Regions from separate parts of the Mus musculus genome. Here all the other regions are linked to region 2. The links are chromatin contacts, called in public Hi-C maps. All regions are on one chromosome and are shown on one strand. Each heading gives the region's core, a stretch centred on a gene start, on an enhancer-like site or on the middle of the called end of the contact. The rest is flanking DNA. Distances are from core to core; before and after follow the strand shown. Region 1 holds the start of Arhgap35 (Rho GTPase activating protein 35). Region 2 holds the start of B9d2 (B9 protein domain 2). Region 3 holds the start of Relb (avian reticuloendotheliosis viral (v-rel) oncogene related B).

Region 1 (3,768 bases), core at 167-2,666, 9.1 Mb after region 2:
TGGCTGCCTTAACCACCTTAAAGCAGACTCCAGGAATATCACCCACAGCATGACCTTTTTGACTTCATGAAGTTCTGGCTGCTGGATTTGGTCGAGCCCATGTAATTTTATTTAGCAATGCTTACTGCGTACTCAATACGTGTAGGTCACTCCTTTACACCCCACCCTCATTTAGAGACACAGTAGTTCCCTCTTAACTCCCCTGTTGCTTTCTGATGTTTCAGTTACCGGTGGCTAGGAGGGTCACATCCACATTTCTCTTATTACAGCGTAATATATATTCATCGTTTTTCTATTGTTGTGGGTAATCCTCTGCTAAGAGTAATCCATCAGCTATTATAGATATTAATGTATAAGGGAGATCGCCCATATTTTACTGGGTTCTAGTAGTTCGAGGATTCCCACCATGAATCGTGGCCATAGGGCCTATTATACCTCATTCGATTCTCCAAGCGACCCTTTGGAGTTCAGTATTGTTATCCCACTTTACAGATGAAAAGCCTGGAAAGAAGTGCAAGGCTGGATCGGAAACACGTGCTTCCTTCAGGCATTCCACACTCTGTGAGGCGCCGGGAAAGCCTGTCTTTCACAATCCATCCTTCCGGAGGGCTCCCAGAGGAATACAGAGTTAGAGGGGAGCCCTCTTACATCACCATTCCCCCTGCAAGCACCCAAAGTGACATGTGGTTTGCTGTCATTTGCCCGATGCTGACTTGGGAGACTAGGGCTGCAATGCAGGGCCTGTCCTTCCTCTGCCCGAGACCAAGCACTGGGAGAAATCACCAGTAACTTGTATCAACGCGCCTGGCCCACAGGTTTTTCTTCAGCGCCCGGGAAAGAGCACGTGCCCCCTGTCCCCGCCCACTCTTTTGGGCTGGCCAACGGCGAGCCTGGGTTGGGCTGTGAAGGACCACGCCCCCTTCCCTCGCCCAATTGGTTCACTCGCTGGGTACGCTCCCTCCTTCACAGCCCCGCCTCGCCACCCCACGTTACGTCTGTCCCCCCAACCCCCTCCGTTATCCCGAAGCTGCGGCTCCAGGAGGCGAACCCACCTCCCTCTGCCTTCCATTGGTTAGTGAGGTCCCGCGCGAGCGGGATGGAGCCCTAAGTCCCCGCCCTCACGAGCCGGGCCAAGCCTCTCAGAGATGGCTTTCTCTTGGAGCCGGCGCGGTGTGGGGAGGGGCGGCGGGTACTGCAGCCTGGAACGCGCGACGCCGTGCGCGCCCCCCTTGCGGGCTCCTCCCTCCCTTCGGTGGCTTCGCAGGCTGCAGCCGTCTCTGCGCACGCGCACTCAGCCCACCCCGCGCCCTCCTGTGCCAGTTCGCGGGTGTCCGTCCTCGCGCTGTGTAAATCTGGCGCCGCAGCCGCTGAGGTAGCGGCGTTTTCCTCAGGCGCGCACGCGCACTCGCGCCCTCGGTGTCCGCGCGTGCCTGTCCTCCCGGCCTACGGTCCTCGCGGTGCGCTCGGCCCACAGGGCCGTTATCCACTTCCCAACCCCAGCCCCAGCATCTCTCGCCCCTCAGAAACGCACGCGCACTTGCGAGAGGGTCTCCAGTACGCGCACGGCCGCGGCGGCCGCAGGAAGGAGGCGACAACGCCGCTGCCGCCGCCGCCGCCGCCGCCGCCATTGCGCGGGAGGGAGGGAACGAGCGAGCGAGCGAGGCTGGTCCGCCCTCCCCCTGGTTCCCGCCCCTCCCCCCTTCCCCTCCCCGCCCCCCGCCCCGAGGGAGAGCCGCGGCGCGGCGGGAGGAGGAGGTGGAGGAGGCGGAGGAGGGAGCCCGCGAGGGAGGGTCCGCCCGGCCCCCCGCCGCCGGAGCCGCCACCGCCGCCTCAGCCGCCTCAGGAACGAGTCGCTAGGGGAACATGGCGCCGGGCCCGCCGTCGCTGCGGCTGGGATCGCGGAGGCCGGGGCCGCGCTGAGTGCGCCCCCGAGACTGGTAAGTGTCTCGTAGCTGGCGGAGGGGAATGTGGGGACGGGCGAGGCGCCGGGCGCCGCCCCGCTGCGGGATCCAAGGGTGGGGGGAAAGGCGGGGACCGCGGGGCCCGGAGCCCGCGAACAATGGAGGAGCCGGAGGGGGAGGGGTGGGAGCGCCCCCCCCAGCGCCCCGCGGTCCCCGCGTCCCGGCCGCTGCATGCCCGGGCCCGGCCCGCGCGGCCCGCCTTGCCCTTCCTATTCGCTAGTGTCCCCGCAGCCCTGCAATCCCGGCGTCTGCCTCCACACACGCCCCACCAAACCCGGTGAAGGATCTCGGTGTCTCTCAGCCTCCACTCGAGATACCCGACTCCCAATTCTGAGCCGTCTTCTTTCCCACTTCCTCCCCCACCCCGACCCCCAGTCATACCTACTTCGCCACCTCCTGGAGTCGGCTGTGCTCCTGGGACAGTCTACCTCCTCATTGACCCCTCAGTATCCCCTCTGACGCTCACTTTGAATATCCGTGGCCCTTCTACCTTACCTGTTTTCTGCTAGCATCACTTTTGGGAGGAAATCCCCATTCTCCTTCTTTGGCCTATTTACTGTTATTATCCCTGCGGTAGAACATCTTGCATCCCCAGGAGCTGTCCCTTTAGGACCTGCGGTTCCACCTCCGTGGAGATCCGTATTGGTCTGTTGATACAGGCACTGCTCTACTGCCCTCCCGGTCTTGGCTTTGGACATAATTCCTCCTTGTATTTGGGCCCAACTGCCCCATATTTTGCCGGGTCGCAACACTGAACCTTCTGCACCTCCTAGGATGTCCCTAAGCTCCTTCTCCTACGGTTCTCAGATTCTGATGCGCCTTGCTCGCTTCCTTCCCTTCTCAGTGCTTGCTCCCATTTTGCCATTCAGACCCTGTCCTCTTTTCCAGACCCTTCTGCCTGCCAACTCTGCCCCTGTGCAGGCGCTCTGATCTTGCATGCACTCCCCTGTGGTGCCTGGCTTTTTGCCCTCTTCTTTTTACCCCCTTTTCTGTCCCTTAGGGTGTCTCATTTTTGCCATTTCCTTTAGCAGACCTCTGCCCTAACCCTGACTACTCAGTTGTACTCTCTCTGCACCTCTATTCTCGTTGAGTTTCCTCTCTTTCCCACCTTTATTTCAATGCCCCTCTGCTCTGCTTCATTCATTTGCTCTCTCTCCCCACAAACCCATCACCAGTAAGTTCATCTACACCTAGGACTTGCTGCCTATGTCTTCCTTGCTCCTGGTGTTTCTCTGCACTTTAGATGACTCTGACCCTGATCCTTCACACGCTGCCCATTCTGCCCTTTTCTTCTACCGGCTTTTCCCCTTCATTCTCTTTATTTGGTGCTCTTTCCTCTCTTTTGGAGCTGTCCATTTGTCTACATAGTTTTGAATCGTCTTGAACTTTACTGTTGCTGTCCCTGTCAAAGTGATCATCTTCAACACCAGTCTCCTTGTGTTCTATGTTTGGTCCTTCTTAATTCTAAGTCCTCCATCCCCCCCATTCAGCCTTTCACTGGATTTTTTTTTTGTTCATTCTCCGATCCTGTCTTGTTCTGCCTCCACCTCCTTTTAAGTCCTTTTCCTTAGTTCTAACCTGAAGGTATCATTCCTTTCTTATTATCCCCGTCTCCCCTTTCTTGGAGTCTACAAATTCTTGTTTAGATGTTCATTTTCTTTTGATACCCGTTTCTCAGTTCCTTTCCTCTTTTGCTTCTTGCCTTTCTCCCTCGTGGCTTTCTGCCTTTTTCCTCAACCCTGTCAGGCTCCCTTTCTAATACTTAACTCACATCACACCTGCTTCTCAGGGTTTCCCACCCACCACC
Region 2 (4,288 bases), core at 1,001-3,500:
AAAGAAAAATTGGAGGGGTTGAAGAGCACGTGAGAGAGAATAAAGCCAGGCAGTGGTGGTGCACACAGTTGGTCTTAGCCCTGGGGAGGCAGAGGCAGGCTGATCTCTGTGACTTCAAAGCCAGCCTGGTCTACAGAAGGAGTTCCCAGGGCTGCCAGGGCTACACAGAGAATCCCGTGTAGAAATCCTGGCACGATTCATATATGTGTTCTGTATTTTGCAGTGTTAGGGATGGAACCTAGAGCAGTACATATGCAAGAGCTCTCTAGCAACAGTCTACACTCCCCAGCCCAAGTTGATGCAACCCTGGCAGAGTAGCTTCTCTCTGTTTCCCTGTCTATAAAACAAGCGACAAAAAACACAATCTCACAAGTTATGAGAGGACTCACATAGCAAGGATGAACTATGAATTTTTAAAATATTATTCACTTGTTAATCCTCATGACTGCAGCTGGCGATGTGATCCAGAGGCACACGCTCTATGCTCTGCTGATGAGCTGCACTCTCAGCACCAACAGAGAGCCTCCTTTCTTAAGACAAGGTCTCATATAGCCAAGGCTAGCCTCAAACCTCTGTCGTAGCTAAGGATGACCTACGCTCCCCGGGTGACGAGATCCCCAGCATTTTCCTTCCTCTATGCACCCCACATTCAGAAGCCTCCGTCAAAGACCAAGAAGAGACTGGGCACCATCTGCGAGCACATCACAACCCCAGTGAGGAGCAAGGAGAAGCAGTGCCCACATACTGAGCACTACACCCCAGATGCTCTGCTAAACGCTCTGGGCAATGCCTTCACCTTATCTGCTCTCTGGGATTCTAACTGCCCCCTCCCAACACACACACACACACACACACACACACACACACACACACACACACACACGAAGCTTTCAGACTCCTCACTGTTGCCACGAAGGCCCATGTGTGACCTGGATCCTGTCACTCATCTGCCACTGCCGCTCCCCACCCTCAAGCCTCACTGGTCCCATCCTGTTCCCTTGCCTCAAGGCCTTGGCAGCGGCTGTTCCTTTTGCCCTGAAACGTCTGCTACTGGGTGCCCATTTCCGGCTGTTTTCCTCCTGCCCCCCAATTCAAGTGCCACTTGCACAGAAAGGCTTTCTCTGATCTCAGACCTCCACATCCCAAATCAGCCCCCAGCACATCACTTTCTTTTTTTCCCTAGAACTTACAATAATCTTGTATATATTTTGTGCTCTTTTCTTTGAGACAGGGCCCCAAACTTGTAATAGAAGGCTTCCTAGGTGCTGGAATTACAGATATGCATAAGCACACCTAGTTTGTCTACTGGCCTGAGGACAGGAAGTGTGTGTGTGTGTGTGTGTGTGTGTGTGTGTGTGTGCGCGCGTGTTTTCTATGTCACAGCCCCATATGCTTAGGGGCTATGTTTTCCGATGGTGAGATAACATGAAAGACAAGGATAAAGAGAAGCAAACAGTATGAGTTCATTGGAGAATCGAGGAAGGAACATGGAGACTTAGGCTAGGGGAGGGAGCTGGGTATTGTTTGGGAGATGAACAAGGTGTGAGGAGGATACCTGTGTGGATGCCCCACTTGCAAAAGAGGCTGCTTTCCGAGAAACCGGTGGCCCCTATGATCTGCCCGATCACGTGCACTTCAGCCATGGCTCTAGGAAAGGAAAAATTCAATCACAACCCTGTGAGGTAACTGTATTATTTCCATCTGACAGCTGGGAAAACTGAAGCCTATCACATAAAGAACAGCACTGTGATTCTAAGCTAGTTCCACCAACCCACTGACAATGTGGCCTTCATCACAGATACAAGCCACGTCCCCAGAAAAGCCCAAGAAAAATGGGGAAGTCTCCCAGAGGTGTGGGAACCTGCACCAATAAATAAACCAAGGCTCAGACGCTTAGAAAGCCCCGCCCCAGGGTTGTGGCCCCGCCCACATGTGCAAGGCCCCGCCCCTTCGCGGCAGATCAGCCAAGCTTCAAAAGGCGCATGCGTCTCGTCTCGGGTGTAGGGCCGCTTTACCCTTGCCCGTAGGCGTAGCGCATGCGTCATTCCTACCTCCGCGTACTTGACCGTTAGAAGTGAAAGCTGCCTCGGGGATGGTAGTTCACGGGCTTCTTTGCGGGCGCCGTCGAGACTAGTCTCGCTCCCCTCCCGGGCCCTTCCAGGCGGAGGGAGATCTGAGGTAGATAGATCCGCAGCCTCGCTCTCCTGGGGTGCCCCGACTGTTGCTGGGGCAACAGCAGGTTCCTCCCCTGAGCCCGCCCTGCGTGCTGATGATTGGTGCTATAGCTGCCCTCTGGGGGGCGGGGCGTAGTCGTGATGGACGCGGTCATTCGGGACTTTTTTGCGAGAATTGCATAGGTCTTGCTCCTGCGACGCCTTACGCCCCAGAGTGGGAGGCCTGGCGGGTTATCTCTATCAGCAGTTGAGGAAGTTAGAACGCCAACTGTTTCCTCTCCATATCTTCTTCACGCAATAAGCAAATCTATTGATGCTCTTTGCTTCCTCAAAACAAAACACCTTTCCTGTTCAGGATCACAGCCAGAATGGAGCCAGCCGACACTAAACGGGCACCTAAAGGGACTCCCATAGTAGTCATCTCTATGTTGTAGCTGGAGGGGAAAAAAGGACCTCCATATTCTGACACTAGAGAAATTGGGAAGTGGGTTTCTCTTCAGTTTTCAGAGCTTCCTCAGATTTCTCAAGGACTGAGAAGTCCAAGTTCTTTCTCAGAGTCACTGCAAAGTTCATTCTAGCAGCTGGTTTTGAACAAACAGGTTGGAGTAAAGATAAATGAGGAAGACGGGGCTGGAGAGATGGTGCAACAAGAGCGCTTGCCTCACTTCCAGAGAACTGGAGTTCGGTTCCCAGCATTCTGTAACTCCAGCTCCAACTCTGCCCTCTTCTGGCGTCCCAGAGGACACTTCCCACCCTCAACCCCTGCCCCGCGCACAGGTGGCATACACAAATAATAAAAATAAATCCTACAAAAGGAAGGAAGAAGCCCCTTTGGCAGGAAGTCAGGGAAGAAAGCCTCTCTCCTTTATATATATATATTTTTTTCCCAAGTCGGAAACAAATTTTAAAAATTTTATGATGAGTATTGTGGCTCATGAGAGACTGAGGCAGGAGGAATGCTGCAAATTTAAAGCCAGCCTGGGCTATTAAGTGAGTTCCAGGCCAATCCCCCTTAAACAAACAAACTAAAACTAAAACAAGAACTTAAGTCGTGTGTGTGTGTGTGTGTGTGTGTGTGGTGTGTTCAGGTGTATGGGTGGTTGTTTGTATGGTGCATATGTAGAGGCCAGAAGATAGCTCGTCTGTGTGGTGTGTGTGTGTGTGTGTGTGTGTGTGTGTGTGTGTGTGTGGTGTGTTCAGGTGTATGGGTGGTTGTTTGTATGGTGCATATGTAGAGGCCAGAAGCTAGCTCACCAACCTCCAAGGTTGTCCCTAGAAGCTATCCACTTTTTTTTCCTTCCAATTTTCAGGATATGTGTTACCAACACTAACACCACTGTTTTTGTGTGCTTGCTTTTTAAACATCTGTTGTTTGCACTGGTGTTTTTCACGTATATCTGAGCACCAGGTGCATGCAGTGCCTGCCAAGGCTACAGGAGAGTATCTGGCGTTCTGGAGAGTGCATTGCAGGCAGTAGTGACCACCCAGGACACACGGTAAGAATGGAACTTGAGACCTATGCGAGAGCACACTATGCTCTTGCCAACTGAGCCATTTCTCCAGGCCATACAGTATTTGTTGTATTGACTTATTTAATTCAGTAATTCTGTCATGCAGGCTCATCCACATTGTAAGTGTGTGTCCGAATTTCCCTCCTTTGGAGTGTCACAGTGCATTCAGTGTAACTAGAGCCCACACTTTATTCAGGTATTCACTGGAAATGGGAGTCTAGAACCACGTGGTTGCCATGGTGTTCTCCATGGCAGCTGGAATAGGGCTTCACACCTTGCTTTCTTCTGCCACTGACTCATTTTAGGAACAGAAGGATCTGAACCACCTTCTTCAAGAACATCACTTTGTAAGTATTAGGTACAGAAAAGTGCACACACAGTAAGCGAACGTCTCGGTGGATTTCATAAACCGAATATACCTGATGCCCAAAGAAAACAAGGCACAGGTTATGGATAGGCTGTGTACCTGCTCACTCCTCATGGAAACATTCCAGGGAGGACAAAGAACCCCTAGGAATCAGGAAGTACGCTGGAGAGGGAGCTTGGTTGTTAAGATGTTTGCTTCTCTTCCAGAGGACCTGAGGTCACTTTGCAGCATCCATG
Region 3 (4,242 bases), core at 655-3,154, 6.1 Mb after region 2:
AGTTTGAATAGTGCAGGTGCATGGAAGACCTGTGTCAAGAGTCAACTAGACTACCTCCTTAAGTCTTTAAAGCCATCCTGTTAAGAAACTCAAGTCCAGAGTGGTGAAATCAGTTGCCTGGAATTGCATAATTGTCCAGGAAACCTAGTATTTGAACACAGGATATTTGATTCAGGACCTTCCAATTACAACTCTCTTGAGAGAGATTGCTTGTCTTTTCATTCAGGGTCTTGCTATAAGTAGTCCAGACTGGCCTAGAACTCGTGGTGATTTCCTGCCTCAGACTTTCAAGTGTTTTAAGTTACTCGTGTGAGCTGTCATACCTGGCTCTCAGTTTTGCTTTTGAATTCACAGTCGTGTCTCAGATCCAGGCAATCAACACAGGTCCTCCAACATGCTAGGCAGGTGCTCTACCACTAAGCCACACCACCAGCCCAATTTTCCCCCTCTTCTCCCCCTTCTTTTTTGTTTTATTTTGTTGGTTTGCGTTGAGACAAGGGCCTGCTATGCAGTGGAACTCACTACTTGTCAGTGGATCTCCTGCCTCTGTCTGTCCAGAATGGGCATATTGTGGCTACAATATCTTTCTGTGTGCTGCTGAGAACACAGCCTAGAATCTCATACATGCTAGACAAGCATTCTATCACAAGCCACATCCTCAGCACTACAGTTGGAAAACCTCAAGGAAAGCAGTGATTGGTGTGTGTGTGTGTGTGACTGGCAAGCTTATTCTATGGGAGATGTCCACTCCTGGGCTTGCTTATGACACTGGAACATTTCCCTCTGGTACAAAGTGAAAAAGAATATGATTCAGTGTGAAAGTTACATGATATTCCCATTTCTATATTTATCAAATTATGTTCTAATAGAACATAGCCACATCCCTGTTTCTGGTCCTTGGCTGTTTATGTAAGATGGCACATTTGAAAATTAAGACCATTTGGTTCTCAAAGCCTGAGCCTAATGTCTTTCATTGCAAGAAAAGGTTTGCTCTAAGCTGGACGTGATGGTAGGTGCCTGGGATCCCCAGGACTCAGGCTGAAGCAGATGGATTATCATGAATTCAATGTCAACCAGAGCTACATAGCAAAACCAAAACAATGCTCTTTGCTTTGGTGTGCAACAGTAGATACCGGTGCCACATCATTCACTGCTGCAGTTTTCTGCCTCTGGAGCAAGAAGTGGGCCTGGTTTTAGTAATGCTGTACCCTAGTTTTCATTACAGGCTGCAGCATATGGCAAGTGCTTAATTATGCGTAGGTTGCTTGAATCATTGATCACACATGCTATGATAGAAGGGGAATGGAACATACAAGTTTCTATAGGTTTCTATAGGTTATAGGTGCCATATATCACCAACGGGCTGGGACTGTAGCTCAGTATTCATGAAGCCCTGGGTTCAACACTCAGTGCTGCATAGACTAGGTGGTGGTTCATGCCTGTCGTCCCAGCACTGTGGAGGGACGAATCTGAAGGATCCATGGGGGCAAAAGGATCTGCAGTTCAAGGTCATCGGTCTGGGCAAGATGAGACCCTATGTAAATTTTACTTCAAACAAATTATCAATGGCTGCTAACTTCCCACTCCTGGCTTCATTTGCCAGCCTGAAAGATAGCAGGTTCAAGCCCTCGTAGGGGAAATGGAATGCCCATTTCTCAGCTTGTTCTGTGGGTAGGGCGCAAGTGGACCCGGACGGACCTCAGTGGTCTTGGCCAAGGCAATGGGCAGCGACTCGCACCCGGACCCTGCGAAGTGCCAAGCCTTCGCTTCCCGGCCGACCCCGCCCCCGCAGTCACGTGAGCAGCGGGGGTTTTCCCATTCCCTTTGACGTGACGTCACGGAGGGGTACGAGCCAATGGGTGCGCAGGCCGGCGGCGCCGGGGAATTCCGCCGCCCCGCCCCCGCCCGCCGCCCGCTCGGCCCGGCGCCCCCCGCAGCCCCGGGCGCCGTGCGTCCAGCCCGGCCTTCGGCCCTAGCCTTGCACCGCTTGCCCGGCCGGTGATCGTCCCAGCCGACCGGGCTGTCCGACTGCCCGGCTTGCCCTCGTGTGCGCTCGCCCTGAGCTGGCCTTCGGGCTGTCGGTCCCTACGGGCCGGGCCATGCCGAGTCGCCGCGCTGCCAGAGAGTCCGCGCCCGAGCTAGGGGCCTTGGGTAAGCAGAGTGGAACCTCTGGGGCGGGGCTCGGGCTCGGGGAGTTCGGGGCGCTCGGAGTCATCTGCGGGTTTCCGCAGGATTCGCGCTTCGGTGCGGAGAGTACAAGGGTGGCGGGGACACTGCGCGAGGGATAAGGCAGAAGGTAGAGGATGGTGAAGGGTCTTGCCGGGGAGATACAGGCTAGGCGTCCCGCTAAGGAGTGAGAAGGGGGCGGGGCCTGAGCCTGAGGCAAAGAAGGGGGCGGGCCGGGCGGCGGTCGAGAGGAGGGGCGGGGCATAACTCTGAAGGGGAGGAGCCATACACACAGGGGCGGGGCAAACTCAGAGGAGGCTTCTGGTTTACAGAGTGGGTGAGGCTGCTCTTAGGAGTAAGGGGCGGAGCCTAATTCGAGGAAGTGGCTTTATTCTCTCCAAACAAGGGGGACCCTTCTCCCGCAAGGCTTAGGCCTTTAGAGGCAAAGAAAGAGGCGGGGCCCAGCTTCAAGATTTAAGGAGGAGCGGTGCCTGACCTCGAGGAGGAGGATCCAGGACTGTGCTTGACAGGAAATAGGGGCGGGGTCAGGCTCCAAGAGCAAGAAGAGGTGTGTGGCTCAGTGAGTGGGCGGGACTTACCCTTGGGTTGGGGTGGGGGAAAGTGGGGCGTAGTGGCAGGTCTAGGGAAAGGGCAGGGCCTGTTTAGAAAACGAAGGGCGGGGCCTGACGATGGGATTGAAAAGGGGCGGGGCCTGCAGCGAGATGGGGGAGAGGAAAGTTCTCCAGTGACGAAGTATTGGGGCTCGGATTTCGCCCTGAGGGAAGAACGGAGACGGGGGTTTTCCTGAGGCATCAGGAGTCCTCCAAGTCCCACCTTAATGGGGAAAGTAGCGGATATTGAGTGATGATTGGCGGAGTCAAAGGCAGAAACGAAAAGCCAGAACTTTTTTCAAGAGTTAGAGAAGAGCCGGTTGTGGTGGCGCACTTGGGAGGCAGAGGCAGGCGGATTTCTGAGTTCGAGGCCAGCCTGGTCTACAAAGTGAGTTCCAGGACAGCTCAGGGCTATACAGAAAAACACTGTCTCGAAAAACCAAGAAAAAAAAAAAGGAGTTAGAGAAGGCTGGCCTGCACCTGAGCTCGGTAAGGAGGAGGGACTTTATTCAAGGGACCAAGCCAGAGAGAGGAGCAGGCTCATCAGAGTCTCTGGTCCTGCATTGTTTGTTAATCCAGGTCTCCATCTCACAGGTTCCAGTGACCTCTCTTCCCTGTCACTAACGGTCTCCAGGACCACAGGTGAGCAACCCCCACAGCCCCTGCCCACCTGCTTGTAGGAAATGGGATTGGAGGAGCCCCCGTGGAGAGGGAATGAGTGTACCCACTTTGCAAGCTTTGTCTGTTGGTACTCTGTCTGTACTCCACCCCCACATTTCTCTGGCAATAGCCAGGTAGTCCTGGCTCACTATAAAAGGGGCTGATGCATCCCCTCCATCTTGCTCCCTTGCTCCCCTCTCTCCCCATTCCCTTTCCCCTTCTCTCCACGTGGTCATGGCTGGCCTCTACTTCTCTACTTCTCTCTGCCTTTCTCTGCTTCTACTACTCTCTTTTTTGTTTGTTTTGTTTTTCGAGACAGGGTTTCTCTGTGTAGCCCTGGCTGTCCTGGAACTCACTTTGTAGACCAGGCTGGCCTCAAACTCAGAAATCCGCCTGCCTCTGTCTCCCAAGTGCTGGGGTTAAAGGCGAGCGCCACCACGCCCGGCTTCTACTACTCTCTTAACTCCCCTCCCCATGCCCTAAATAAACTCTGTTCTATACTATACCGACCTTCAACCTTCGAGTGGCTGGTCCCTCAGGGAAGGGATGCCTTGGCATGGGCCCACGGAGGCACCCCCTTCCCCCATACCTCACCACACACCTTAAAACATATATTAGTACCCCTTTTTCATTTTATAATCACAGCGTTGTCTCTCCCTGTTTTATTCCTTACGTGCCCATATTGTCAAGACTGTTAGAAGCTTGTATAGTTCTATTTGCTGACCCCCTAAGTAAAGGCTCTTTTAGATGTTCTCCATCATCCATTATTTTGGGCCTTGGAACTGAATTTCAGACATGATGTTAC

The links. Hi-C and Micro-C count contacts between places; a contact is called where the count stands out from the background.
Region 1: a contact with region 2 is called in a Hi-C map of B cells, with 5 read pairs. The contact joins the promoter of Arhgap35 here to the promoter of B9d2 in region 2. A contact is called at or near these places in 2 of 484 Hi-C or Micro-C datasets (B cells and embryonic stem cells).
Region 3: a Hi-C map of B cells shows a contact between it and region 2, with 6 read pairs. The contact joins the promoter of Relb here to the promoter of B9d2 in region 2. A contact is called at or near these places in 1 of 39 promoter capture datasets (cranial neural crest) and 1 of 484 Hi-C or Micro-C datasets (B cells).

What each region holds. Positions count from the first base shown.
Region 1 is chr7:16,612,641-16,616,408 of GRCm38.p6, reverse strand. It overlaps Arhgap35 (Rho GTPase activating protein 35), which reads left to right and starts at 1,416. Exons shown (of 7, transcript NM_172739.4): 1 at 1,416-1,937. Gm29443 (predicted gene 29443) reads right to left here and starts at 2,585. Exons shown (of 3, transcript NR_136928.1): 1 at 2,457-2,585.
Region 2 is chr7:25,678,742-25,683,029 of GRCm38.p6, reverse strand. It overlaps B9d2 (B9 protein domain 2), which reads right to left and starts at 2,250. Exons shown (of 4, transcript NM_001362154.1): 1 at 2,052-2,250; 2 at 1,556-1,647. The coding sequence starts at 1,643. It also overlaps a transcript of Tmem91 not described here.
Region 3 is chr7:19,627,100-19,631,341 of GRCm38.p6, reverse strand. It overlaps Relb (avian reticuloendotheliosis viral (v-rel) oncogene related B), which reads left to right and starts at 1,904. Exons shown (of 12, transcript NM_009046.2): 1 at 1,904-2,151; 2 at 3,372-3,419. The coding sequence starts at 2,100.